Regions from separate parts of the Mus musculus genome. Here regions 1, 2 and 4 are each linked to region 3. A link is a contact called in public HiChIP or PLAC-seq data. All regions are on one chromosome and are shown on one strand. The core of a region is the stretch at or near the end of the contact, and the rest is flanking DNA. Distances in the headings are between cores, read along the strand shown. Region 1 has its middle 100 kb from the start of Pou1f1. Region 2 holds the start of Vgll3 (vestigial like family member 3). Region 3 holds the start of Cggbp1 (CGG triplet repeat binding protein 1). Region 4 has its middle 50 kb from the start of Pou1f1.

Region 1 (2,700 bases), core at 166-2,665, 560 kb before region 3:
GCAACTCTTTACATCTATACACCAACCATAAGGGCACTAGAGTTATAAAAAGAAACACTACCACACTTCAATCATTAATGTTGTCGATTTGGTCTAATGCTACTTATATTATGTTAATTTGGTCCCCCAAATTACAAGGAAATCAGCACATCTACATGTAAGATGTTGAGGGACCCTGCTCCTAGTAGATTGGTAAATAAAGCTCCTGGAAGCTAATGGCTAGGCTGGGAGGCAGAGGCAGGACTTTTAGGATTCCTGGGCAAGGGAGTGATGGAAGAGGATAGGAGATAATCATCATACAGGGAGAGGAATAGCTGCCAGACCTGAGAACTACAGAACAGAGAGATAGCCAGCATGTAAGAGGCAGGGACTGTGGTCCAGGAGGGCTGCAGGTCTGGGACCAGGGCAGCAAAGATGGAATATAGGTTTTAGTCAGTAATAGCTCAGGAGCATTGGAGTGGAGAATGTGCTGGCCGCATGGATGTTTGGAAGTGGCCCAACCATTGAGCTGTTTAAAGTATGTTAAAATATATGACTGTGATTAATTGATTACTACAGCATATTGACTTTCACATATGGATAGCAGGAGACCTCAATACTACACTTTAACCAAAGGACAGATCATTCAGACAAAGCCAAAAATAAAAAATGCTAGAACTAACTGACATTATAAGCCAAATAGAAGTAACTGATTTCTACAGAAAATTTTATCCAAACGCAAATGTGTATGTATTCTTCTCAGAAGCTTATGGAACTTTGCATCAAGTGGACCACATACTCAGAAACAAGACTCAATAGAGAGAAGAATATTGAAATAACATTACACACACTATCTGATTATAATCAATTAATACTATTGGATATAAAAAACAACCAACATAAACACCAGAATGCTTACAAATTGATGGAAAATGAGCAACTCTGTGTTAAAAGAAAAATAGAAATTAAGGAAAAATTAAATATTTTTTTCTACAAAGGAGTGAAAATTTATGGGACTGCATGAAATGAAAGGGACCATCCTTTGAGCAAAGCATCAGCCTATAGAAGAGGGAAACATTTTTACCAACTACACGCCCAAGAGAGGGCTAATAGTGAATATTTTTTTAAGAACTCAAAAATTAGATAACAAGAAAACAATGCAATTTAAAACTGGGGTACATATTTAAACAGAGTAATCTCAAAAGAGGAAACTCAAATGGCTGAGAAACACGTAAAGAAATGTTCAACATCCTTAGTCATCAGGGAAATGAAAAACAAAACTACTTTTAGATTTCATCTAATAAGCAGCAGAATGGCTACAATGGAAAAAAAATGGGACAACTCATCGTGGCAAGGATGGGAAGCAACATTCATCCGTGCCTGGCTTACTTGTTTGGAAACCATCGAAATCAGTGTGGCAGTTCCTCAAGAATGAGAGTAATGATCTACTTCAAAATCTAGCTATACCACTATTGGACATGTGCCCAAAGAACACATCATCCTGCTATAGAGACACTTGCTCAACCCTGCTTATTCCTGCTCTATTCTTAATAGCCCAAAACTGTAAACAACTTAGCTTTCCTTCAACAGAAGAACAGATAAAGAATATATGGTACATTTACATAATGGAATATTATTAAGGCAATAAAAAACAAATCATGAAATTCCCAGGTAAATGAATAGATCTAGAAGAACAACATCCAGAGTGAGGTAACCTAGACCCAGAAAGGAAAATATGGTTTGTTCACTTATATGTGAATGCTTGCTGTTAAGTCAAGTTGGAATCCATAAAACCATAGAGGATTGATATAAAAGAAAGTTTAGAGGGGCACAGATAGATCTCCCTAAGGAAAAAAATAACATAAATAGCTATGGATGGATGAGAGAATACTAGAATAGGAGGATCAAGTGGAGACAGGGGTGGGGTGGGGAAATGGTGACTGTCTTAGTAAGGGTTTGTATTCCTGCACAAACATCATGACCAAGAAGGAAGTTGGTAAGGAAGACATTTATTTGGCTTACATTTCCAAGTTGCTGTTCATCACCAAAGGAACTCACAACAGAAACTCACACAGGGCAGGAACTTAGAGGCAGGAGCAGATGCAGAGGCCATGAAGGGGTGCTGCTTACTGGATTGCTTCCCCATGCTTGCTCAGCTTGCTTTCATATAGAACCTAGGATGACCAGCCCAGGGATGGCACCACCCACAATGAGCTGGGCTCTCCCACCCTTGATTGCTAATTGAGAAAATACCTTACAGCTGGATCTCATGGAGGTATTTCCTGTCTCTGTGGTAACTCCAGCTTGTGACAAGTTGACACAGAAAACCAGCCAGTTCAGGGACCAATGAGGAAAGACTGGGAGAGACAGCTAAAATTAAGGGCCATTTGAGGCAAAGTACAGACACATAATATAGTAGGAGCTTTCTAAAACAGATACATGCATGACAGGAATCTAAATGAAATCTCCAAATAATTGGGAGACAGAACCCTAACTGCCCATTTCATGTCACCAAATGAGATTTCCAGTACTAGTATTGCCTCATATCCACTGAAGATTTTGGCCAAAGGAGTCCCATGGGAACCTCCAAACATTCCTAGCTTTTACCAAGACTGTATGTTGTTCTCCAGAAAGTGATGACAAGATGCTATTGCTGAAGCAACTACTACACATCTCATTGAACATGGAGAAGTCTAACAAGTGCCTACAAAAAGCTTTATC
Region 2 (2,700 bases), core at 161-2,660, 960 kb before region 3:
ACTGTTTTTAACATTGCTCTAACTAAATTTTGTTGCACTTGCTGTGTGGCCACAGAGTAATCTCAAGAATTCCTAGTGGCAAGTTCTTCCAGTGTCTACCCTTATCATCTAGTTTCCAGGTCCCTTTTACCAACATTTTCAGTCTCTTGGCTGGGTGGGGCCCAGGCATGCAGATACTCCTGGCTACCTTGGGCTAAGAAACACAAGTCCACTGAAGAACACCAGAAGGCTCTGTGCTTTGTTAGGAATAGAAAGTCAATGAAGAGCCTTTTGAGAATCCCTGTCTAAATCACAGCCGCAGGGAGAAAGGCAATGGATAAATTCTAGGAACACTGAATGTGTCTTACATCCGACCAGTGTTCCACCCTCAAAGTCCCAGTACTGTCCCAGTCCCAGCTCTGTGAGCTCCCTTCTCAGGTACCCTCTGCTACCTCAGTTACATACTTCTGCCACTTACTCCAGAAAACGCTGAAATACTTTACTTGCCCAAGGAAACAAAGTATTTGAGTTAAAAGTTTACTCACACAGTCCTAAGACAGATGCCTTTCGTGAGCTTCAGGGAACTGAGTCCTAAGGACCAGCGAAGCTGGGAGCAAGAGTCTCTGAGTTCAGGTGACACAGCTCAAATAAGCCCCCGGCCAGGTAAAACCTTTCCAAGGATCCCAGCCCTGCCATGCTCAGTTCTGCCCTTCCGGGAGTGTCTTTTTCTTCCTATGGTTCCCAGCAAGTCCTAAAGCATCTTTCACGCCTCGGGACCCGGCGGGGCACGGCATGAGCCTGACACCGATACCCGGTGCCCCTCGTCCCCGCCCCCGGAAGGCTGCCGGGCTGGTGACTCACCTGCTGGCCAGGTTGGGGAGCCGGATGATAGCAGGCTGTAGGGCAGGTTGCAGCTGCCACAGGGTTGGGCAGATACTGGGGCGCTCCATACGGCTGGGGGTGATACATCACCTCCGCACAACTCATGGCAGCGGGGCCAGCGGCGGCCCCGGAGTCGCCGCCGCCGCTCTAAGCGCTGGCGCAAGGGGCGCCACCGCCACCGCCGCCGCAGCTGCTGTCCGCGTCGCTGAACCAGCTGCTACTGCGGCTAAGGCGGGTCCTCGGCGGCCTCGGGCTCCGCGCCGGGAGCGAGCTCGGGAGGGGTTGGCAATCAGCGGCGGCCCATGCGCGGGCACCTTCATTTTCAGCCCCTCCGGGTGCCCCCTCTGCTCGCGCTTATATAGCGACGGGACGACGCTGCAGCCCGCCCCGCGGCAGGAGCATGACAGCGCTGGGCTCAGGCTCAGGCAACCGCATCCGAGACAGGAGCGTACTCCGCAGTACCAGCAGCAGCTGCTACCCAGTCCGGGCTAGGGCCGCTCCAGGAGAGCAGCAGTGCTTTTGCATACACACAATGCACGCCCGGGACTCGTCCTATCACTAGCGCGGGCGGCTGGGCGAGGACCGGGAGGCGGGGGCAGGGTAGCCGGAATGTGGGGAGGCGGGGTGCTTGCCTCCCCAGCTCTCAGGAGCAGTTTATCAGAAAAGTTCCATCAACTCAGGTCCACAGCGGGCGGGTCGCCCAGCAGGGGGACCCTGGGGAGGGCGGCTGCGGATTGGAGCGAAGTTTGCAGCCCTCTCCGCCTCCGGGCCCAGTGATGCTGGTGGGAGGAGATTGGTATGCGAGAGGCTCCGCGCCCTCAAAACTCCAAGGTTCCCCACCCAGTCTCAGTCACCTGGCGGCCTGGACAGAGTTGCCCAAGTTCTGGGAGTTTTTTCAGAGAGCATCAACTCCGATGGTGCTAGAACCCGATTAGAGGAAAGCCAAGTGTAAATAAAGAGAGTTATAAAACAGGCCGGGGGAAAAATATGGGCTTAGTTCCTCCATTAAAAATAGACCAAAGTGAAAGTTAACAGTGCCTTGAAGTGCCCACAGGCTAACAATAGTTGTTTCCTTGCAACATCTTCACTTAAAAGGCACATCTTGGTGGATTGGCATCCTGGCGATGTATATATATCTTTCCTGGCCTTTATAAGCTGGCTTGAATACAGCAAGAGCAAATAATTGGCTACCATTTTAATGTCTTGTTTATATGCATGTAGCTTAAAACCTTCTACAAATTGAAATAAAAAATTGTTTTTAAAAATATAGTTATACTCCAGTGAAATCATCAAATCTAACTCAATCAACCTTTACCTGTCTGACAAACAGAAAATTTTCAGTAAGGACCAAAAGGCCTAGTCTTTTTCAAAAGAAATGTCTCTTTCTTTGTCGAATGCATTAATGTTGCATAGAGTAAATCACACACACACACACACAAACCAAAGATCATACTTTGAAGCCATTATGCCCTCCCACCAGGACCACCTCTGTTTTGGGGAACAGTTCATGTGTGTGGGCATGTCAATATCTCCCCTAACACTCACACCAAGATTGTGTTTGGTATTTTGTTATGCCATAATGGAATTTCTTCACTCATTCATTATTTTTATCAATCAAGTCTTAAAATATGACTATTAAGAGTTTATGTAGGCCCACCAAAAAAAAAAAAAAAAAAAAAAGAAAGAGAGAGAGAGAGAGAGAGTTTATGTAGTTCAGATTTTAAACTGTACTCTTTCTGGTAGAACTTACTTTATGTGATTATAACTCCTTTGTCCCAAGTTGATATAGCCTGGTTAGACCCTTTTCCAGTGATCTATGCTCATGGTTACAGCTTCTCT
Region 3 (2,700 bases), core at 199-2,698:
CATCATGATGAATCCCACCTAATACTCAGCAAATCCTCACTGCAAATGTCTGCAACTTCCACAAGTACTCTACACCTATGAAATAAAACCATTCTAGTAACAATTAAAGCTGTTATGAAAAACTAGGGGTGCAGTTAGAATTTTTCTTTGACTGCAAACTTACAGAAATGGGATCTGCAATTCTTGTGCCACGTGAAGCCTGAACTTTCCTGATCTTTTCTCTTGAAAGGTCTATTCTTGATACTGCCAATGAAAATAACCACCTCATAGAGGCGAGGAGGTTGGTTACGTGTAAAAGTGTTTCCAGAAGTCAGAAATATTTTAAACAAATGAGGAAGTTAAGATAGAGCACCCAGGGAACAAAAGCGAAACAGCCATTTACTACAGCAAAAGTAAACTGAGTTTTCAAGTCGAAATACTCACCAGCTTAATTTCCAGTCGGGTTTTTGTTTGTTTGTTTGTTTTTCCTTGATATTAAGTAGTGACAGTTTTCTGGATGCAAAACCACAGACGCATCCAATCCGAGCGACTTCGCGTTCGTTCAGACCCCGGAGACGCCTTCGACTCAGTTTTTCAACAGGTGGTGGTGGGGAAACAGTTCCTGGGCTTGCACCCTATTTTCCCGGTGGCGCCGGGAAGTCATGTCTTTACTGTAAAACACAAAAAACAAACAGAAAGGGAAGATGGTGGAGGGGCGGGAAAGGCAGGGCGCAGGCCCGCGGCAGAGCGGCTCGGGCCACGCTCTGCACACAGGTGTCTGTCTCTCTCCGCCTTCCGTGCGCGATCCCGAAGCTCCAGCCAGCCCCACGCCAGCTCGGCTCGCACGCCCCGGGGCGGGTGGCCCGGCGGCCCGCGCGCTCCGCAGGCCCGAGGCTCCGGTGGGGGCGGGGAAGGCGGGCGCGGGCCGCCGGACGTCTAGACAGCCTCCTCCCGCCGCGCCGGCCGAGGTGGCGCCCCGGCGCCGCGACCCCGCCTGCGGGCCGGGGCCGGGGCCGAGGCCGCGTCCCAGCCGCCCTCGGAGGGCCCCGGAGAAGTCCGCCGCACCGCCGCCGACTCCGTGGCTGTCCCCGGGGAGGGGGCGGCGGGCGCCGGCCGAGGCCGTCGCTGTCAGGCTGGCCCGGCTCCTTCCTCCTCCACCTCCGGCCCCGCCCCCGGTTCCCTCGCCCGGCCCGAAGGCCTGGGCTCGCCGCCCGCACCAACGGCCAAGCCCACCTTCCGCCTTCCCAGCTCTTCGGGACCGTAGGAGCGGGCCGCCGTTAGGGGAAGTGCACGAGCCCTCGCCAGGAAGGAAGAGAGGAGGAAGAAAGGGCAGAGCAACGGGATGAAGGAGATCCCGTTGCGGCCGCCGCTGCTTCCGCCGCTGCTTCAGCCGCTGCTCCTGCCGCTGCCACCGCCGTCGCCGCCGCCCGAGCGAGCTCCGCCGCGGCCGCCGTGTCCCCTGCCGCGCCCCGTCCTCCGGCGCGCCCTATGGCAGGGCTCGTAGGCGGTCCTCAGCAACCGCCGAGTAGTGTGGACCAACAGATGGCAGGCCTGGCAAACAGACGGCTAGTGTAACCAATAGGAAGGTAGGGCGGGCATGCCTATGATTGGCGGTGTCCTTCCTCCAGTGAAAACTGGGGGCGTGGGTGGGCGGAGCCGGAAGTAGAGCCCAGGCGAGTAGCCCTGTCCGGCTGGGGCGGAGGGAAAGGGGGAGGGAACTAGAGGAGGAGGAGGAGGTTAGCTGAGGCAGCGGCGGCGGCAGCGGCGGCGGCGGCGGCGGCGCAGGGGCTGGGTACGCGCTGGGCGGCGAGAGCCTCATGGCGGAGGAAGAGAGCGACCAAGAGGCCGAGCGCCTCGGAGAAGAGCTCGTGGCCATTGTGGAGTCCCCCCCGGGCCCAGTGGGGCTCCTAGCTGCGGGCGACGGCAGAGGGGGGGCCGGCGGCGGCGGCTGTGGCGGCGGCGTCGGGATCAGCAGCCGGGATTACTGCCGACGCTTCTGTCAGGTGAGGCGCCCGTCGGCCGCTCCGACTTGTCACTGGGCTCCCGGGCCTCTGCGTGGCTCCTGGCCTGCTGGCCCAGGTCTCTGCGTCGTGTCCGGGACCGGTCCTCCGGCGGGACGGAGAGGGAGTCTGGGAAGCCCCGGTCCCCTCTCTGCACCGCTCCGAGCTCGGCGATGGGGACGACGGGGAGTGGGGTTGGGGGTGACTTGCGGACTTGGAGGTGAGGAGAAAGTGAGTTTGTCGCGGCGGCGGTGGTGGTGGTGGGCTGGGAGCTGGACGGTCAACTGGAAAGCACCCCGTCCTGACATGCCTGTGCCTCCCTGCAGACCCTCTTCGTACCCCAGGGTCCCGCCTTTCTCAGGTTCACTACCCGGTCCCTCTCACTTCTGCTGGGCTCTCCCGTCTTTCTCTGTTACCCAGGTTCCCCCGCATTCTCTTTTTCAGAGACGCCAAGCATGCTATCACCCCACTGCCTGCCCTCCTGTCATCGCCACCCCTCCCCCTCTGCTAGGGTCGCCTGTCATTCCCTCACTAGGTCCCTCTGGACCAGTTCTTCCGTTGGCCTTGGCACTGTCCCACCGTTAGCTACTCCCCTCCCCCACCAGGTGTGTGTGTGTTGGGAGGGGGGGTGTTTTCCGTGTGGAACCTTATAGGAGTGATTGTCATCTTTCCCTTTTTTTGACCCCCTTCTCTGACAAGCACACTGTTTCCTAATTGTCTG
Region 4 (2,700 bases), core at 86-2,585, 620 kb before region 3:
AAAACCTGTGAATTCTTTGCTTTATAAATGTACTGATCTTAAAGAGTGGCCTCTTAACATGTATATTGCTTATTTTTTTATGGGTTAATTTTGATTTTCTTTAAAAAAACATGAAATCTAATATAACTTCTAGTTCTTACTCTGCTGTCCATCCTTCTGTTGACACATTTAAATCATTTGTAAATGCATTGATCCCATTTCAGCATTTTATATTAGATATTTCATTTTTATAATTTTATAAATATGCTTTGTAGTGTTTAATCTGGATCCTGATATGAAATCTCAGCAAAACATGGACTCAAGATAGAACCATTTCAAAAGTAAATCCTATTTTTTTTCTCTTCCAAATTATATGAATCTGAGAGACATGAAAAAGATTTCAACATGCCACCTGCTGGATGGTCCCTGGTGATAAATTCTCTTGTTGTTGATACATGGGATTGAAGTCTCACATGTTTTATGCTCTCTCAAATCTGTTGCCTAATTTGTTCATTTGACCTTAAGCCCCAGTGAGGAACCTGGGTGGAATTCTCAGGATTTACTGGACAGTTTACTTGAGTTGTCAGTGAATATGCATCTTAGCCTTAGACAACCTGCAGATAGTTTATCATGTTGATAACCCTCTTTGCCTTCTCTATATCCCATGAAAAGAGGAACAGATTATTCATATTTCTGCCTGGTTATGTCTGTGCCATATGCTCATAATAGTGGCACACTCAGTGCATATGCTGTAATATGTTTTGTGTTGCTTATTTTCCTTTTTAAAAACATTTTATTGAATATTTTATGTATTTACATTTCAAATGTGATCCCCTTTCCCTGTTCTACCTCTGCAACTCCTGTCTCTTACCCCCTCCCCCTACTTCTATGAGGATGCTCCCTCTCCCACCCAATCCCACCTCACCACCCTGGCATTCCCCTACACTGGGGAATTGAGCCTTCACGTGACCAAGGGTTTCCCCTCCTATCGATGCTAGACAATGGTATCCTCTGCTACATATGCAGCTGAATTCATGGTGGTTTTGCTACCTTGAAGACTCCATTTCTCTTGGCTTGGCTCAGACAATTTAATAATTATCTTAAAAATATTTTTCTCAACTGCCTGAACCCATCCAACTTTAATAAATTGCATTATGTTTTCTAGCTTCATAGCAAGTTGTGTATTCTAGCTTCCTTCCTAAAAATCTCTCATACCTGAGCCTTAAAAACATCGACACAAATGTTGGATATAGAAGCCACAAGAGGAGGGAAGGAAACATATGTTTGTGATTAAGAACACAGACTCTGGAGCCTGCGAATTCTATTTCTGTGTTTTACTGGCCCTGCGATGATTACTTAACCTCTCCATGTCATTTTCTGATATATAAAAGCAGAAGTAATGACAATGTATTCCCCATATGATTTAATATTGTTTAAACACTTGAAATTAAACCTGGCTCACAAGAAGTCCTATGACCATGTTACTTAAGATTTTATTATACGCTGAGACACAGTATGATAGTAATAAATAATGAATTCTGAAAGTTAAGAGTCTGACCTAAAGTCTCGGGTATGTTCTTTCTGAACTATGTGCCCTTTAAAACTGGTTAAACTTTCTCTACTGCCAATTTCCTTCTTTGTTTTAGCTAATGGTGAGTAATGAAAAAAATAATATTGTTTGTGAGCATGGTGTGGTAGATGGTGAATGCCAAAAAATATTAATAATTTTGTGATGAATTGGAATTAGAAAAGTTTCAAATGTGTTTTCTATAATTCTGAGAAGGGAAATATGTTGAATTTTATCTCATGAGTGAAGACAGGGTAAAGCTGGAAGACAGATCAAAATAGATATGGATTAAATATTTCTGAGTAGAGATTTCAACTAGGAATTGAACATGCATCTTACAAAAGTGGTCTTATCTAAATTAAAATTGTAGAAACCATCACCATAGTAATGATATTTGCAGCCACAAGAGGAAAAAAAAAAAAAAAACAGTCCTCTGATGATAAAATGGAGGTTGGGTAAGTGGAAGGATTGTTTTGTGTTATCTTGGGGAATTCTGAATTTTGAAGTTAAATTGAGAAGACAGAACCAGAAAATGAGACAGAAAACCTGACGGTAGAGGTACACAAATAGGTAAGCAAGAAAGCCAGGCAGGCGTGGAACCCTAGAGCCTACAGGAGGGCAATTCTTTTGCAGAAAAGAGAAGTGTTATTTGTCAAAAGCTCCTTTGCAGGCAATCTTAATGGGAGCGCAAAAGTTCTCCTTGTGTTTCATCACTTGAAGTTTGACAGCTGGTTTGGGGAGATTGATGGTGATGGAAGTTAATTTGAAAAAGAAAGTAAGGAAGTGGGCATAGTGACTTGGAGCATTTTAGAGTGATTGACTGAGAAAGGAAGCAGACAAATTCAGATTATAACTGGCCAGAAATTATGAACTGAGGCATAAAGCTTTGAACGCAAATTCTGCTACAATATATGTGTAAACTGCTGCATGGCTAAAAACATAACAGTAAAGAAATACAGCATTTCAAAAGCAGAGGAGATTGGCTATGAATAATATGTGGAATAAATTGCCACTGGTGGCTGGGACAGAGATTTCTTTACTAGGAAAGGTAAGATATTGAGTTCAAATACTGTTAGCTTATAGATTTGGAGATGGGTATAAAATCAGACTCGAATTTGCTGGTCTTGGGGTTGCCATCCTACAGTCAAAAACTT

What was found. HiChIP or PLAC-seq counts read pairs in DNA pulled down with a chosen protein or histone mark.
Region 1: an H3K4me3 HiChIP or PLAC-seq map of bone marrow-derived macrophages shows a contact between it and region 3, with 4 times the contacts expected there. The contact joins the enhancer-like site here to the promoter of Cggbp1 in region 3. A contact is called at or near these places in 6 of 39 promoter capture datasets (the C10 cell line, hippocampal neurons, neural stem cells and 2 more) and 4 of 115 datasets of contacts at active chromatin or transcription factors (bone marrow-derived macrophages, embryonic forebrain and epiblast stem cells).
Region 2: a contact with region 3 is called in a CTCF HiChIP or PLAC-seq map of the NIH/3T3 cell line, with 5 read pairs. The contact joins the promoter of Vgll3 here to the promoter of Cggbp1 in region 3. A contact is called at or near these places in 5 of 39 promoter capture datasets (the 3T3-L1 cell line, 3T3-L1-derived adipocytes, hippocampal neurons and 1 more), 1 of 15 datasets of contacts at CTCF or cohesin (the NIH/3T3 cell line), 1 of 484 Hi-C or Micro-C datasets (embryonic stem cells) and 1 of 9 other capture datasets (adipose tissue).
Region 4: an H3K4me3 HiChIP or PLAC-seq map of craniofacial prominence shows a contact between it and region 3, with 6 times the contacts expected there. The contact joins the enhancer-like site here to the promoter of Cggbp1 in region 3. A contact is called at or near these places in 15 of 39 promoter capture datasets (the 3T3-L1 cell line, 3T3-L1-derived adipocytes, the C10 cell line and 9 more), 1 of 484 Hi-C or Micro-C datasets (B cells), 12 of 115 datasets of contacts at active chromatin or transcription factors (the 230-238 cell line, the NIH/3T3 cell line, astrocytes and 8 more) and 1 of 9 other capture datasets (adipose tissue).

The regions. Positions count from the first base shown.
Region 1 is chr16:65,415,081-65,417,780 of GRCm38.p6, reverse strand. No RefSeq gene overlaps it. Among named protein-coding and RNA genes, the nearest start is that of Pou1f1, 100 kb to the left of the region's middle. Within about 2 kb of position 1,415, at least 1 of the 459 cell types and tissues checked has an H3K27ac peak or open chromatin away from gene starts, as enhancers often do. A contact at or near this core is called in bone marrow-derived macrophages, where this site is marked.
Region 2 is chr16:65,813,899-65,816,598 of GRCm38.p6, reverse strand. Vgll3 (vestigial like family member 3) reads right to left here and starts at 1,410. Exons shown (of 4, transcript NM_001368760.1): 1 at 841-1,410. The coding sequence starts at 966.
Region 3 is chr16:64,850,749-64,853,448 of GRCm38.p6, reverse strand. Cggbp1 (CGG triplet repeat binding protein 1) reads right to left here and starts at 1,448. Exons shown (of 3, transcript NM_178647.3): 1 at 1,213-1,448; 2 at 424-650. Zfp654 (zinc finger protein 654) reads left to right here and starts at 1,726. Exons shown (of 9, transcript NM_001347245.1): 1 at 1,726-1,982. The coding sequence starts at 1,797.
Region 4 is chr16:65,469,461-65,472,160 of GRCm38.p6, reverse strand. No RefSeq gene overlaps it. Among named protein-coding and RNA genes, the nearest start is that of Pou1f1, 50 kb to the left of the region's middle. Within about 2 kb of position 1,335, at least 13 of the 459 cell types and tissues checked have an H3K27ac peak or open chromatin away from gene starts, as enhancers often do. A contact at or near this core is called in bone marrow-derived macrophages, craniofacial prominence, hematopoietic stem and progenitor cells and 1 more, where this site is marked.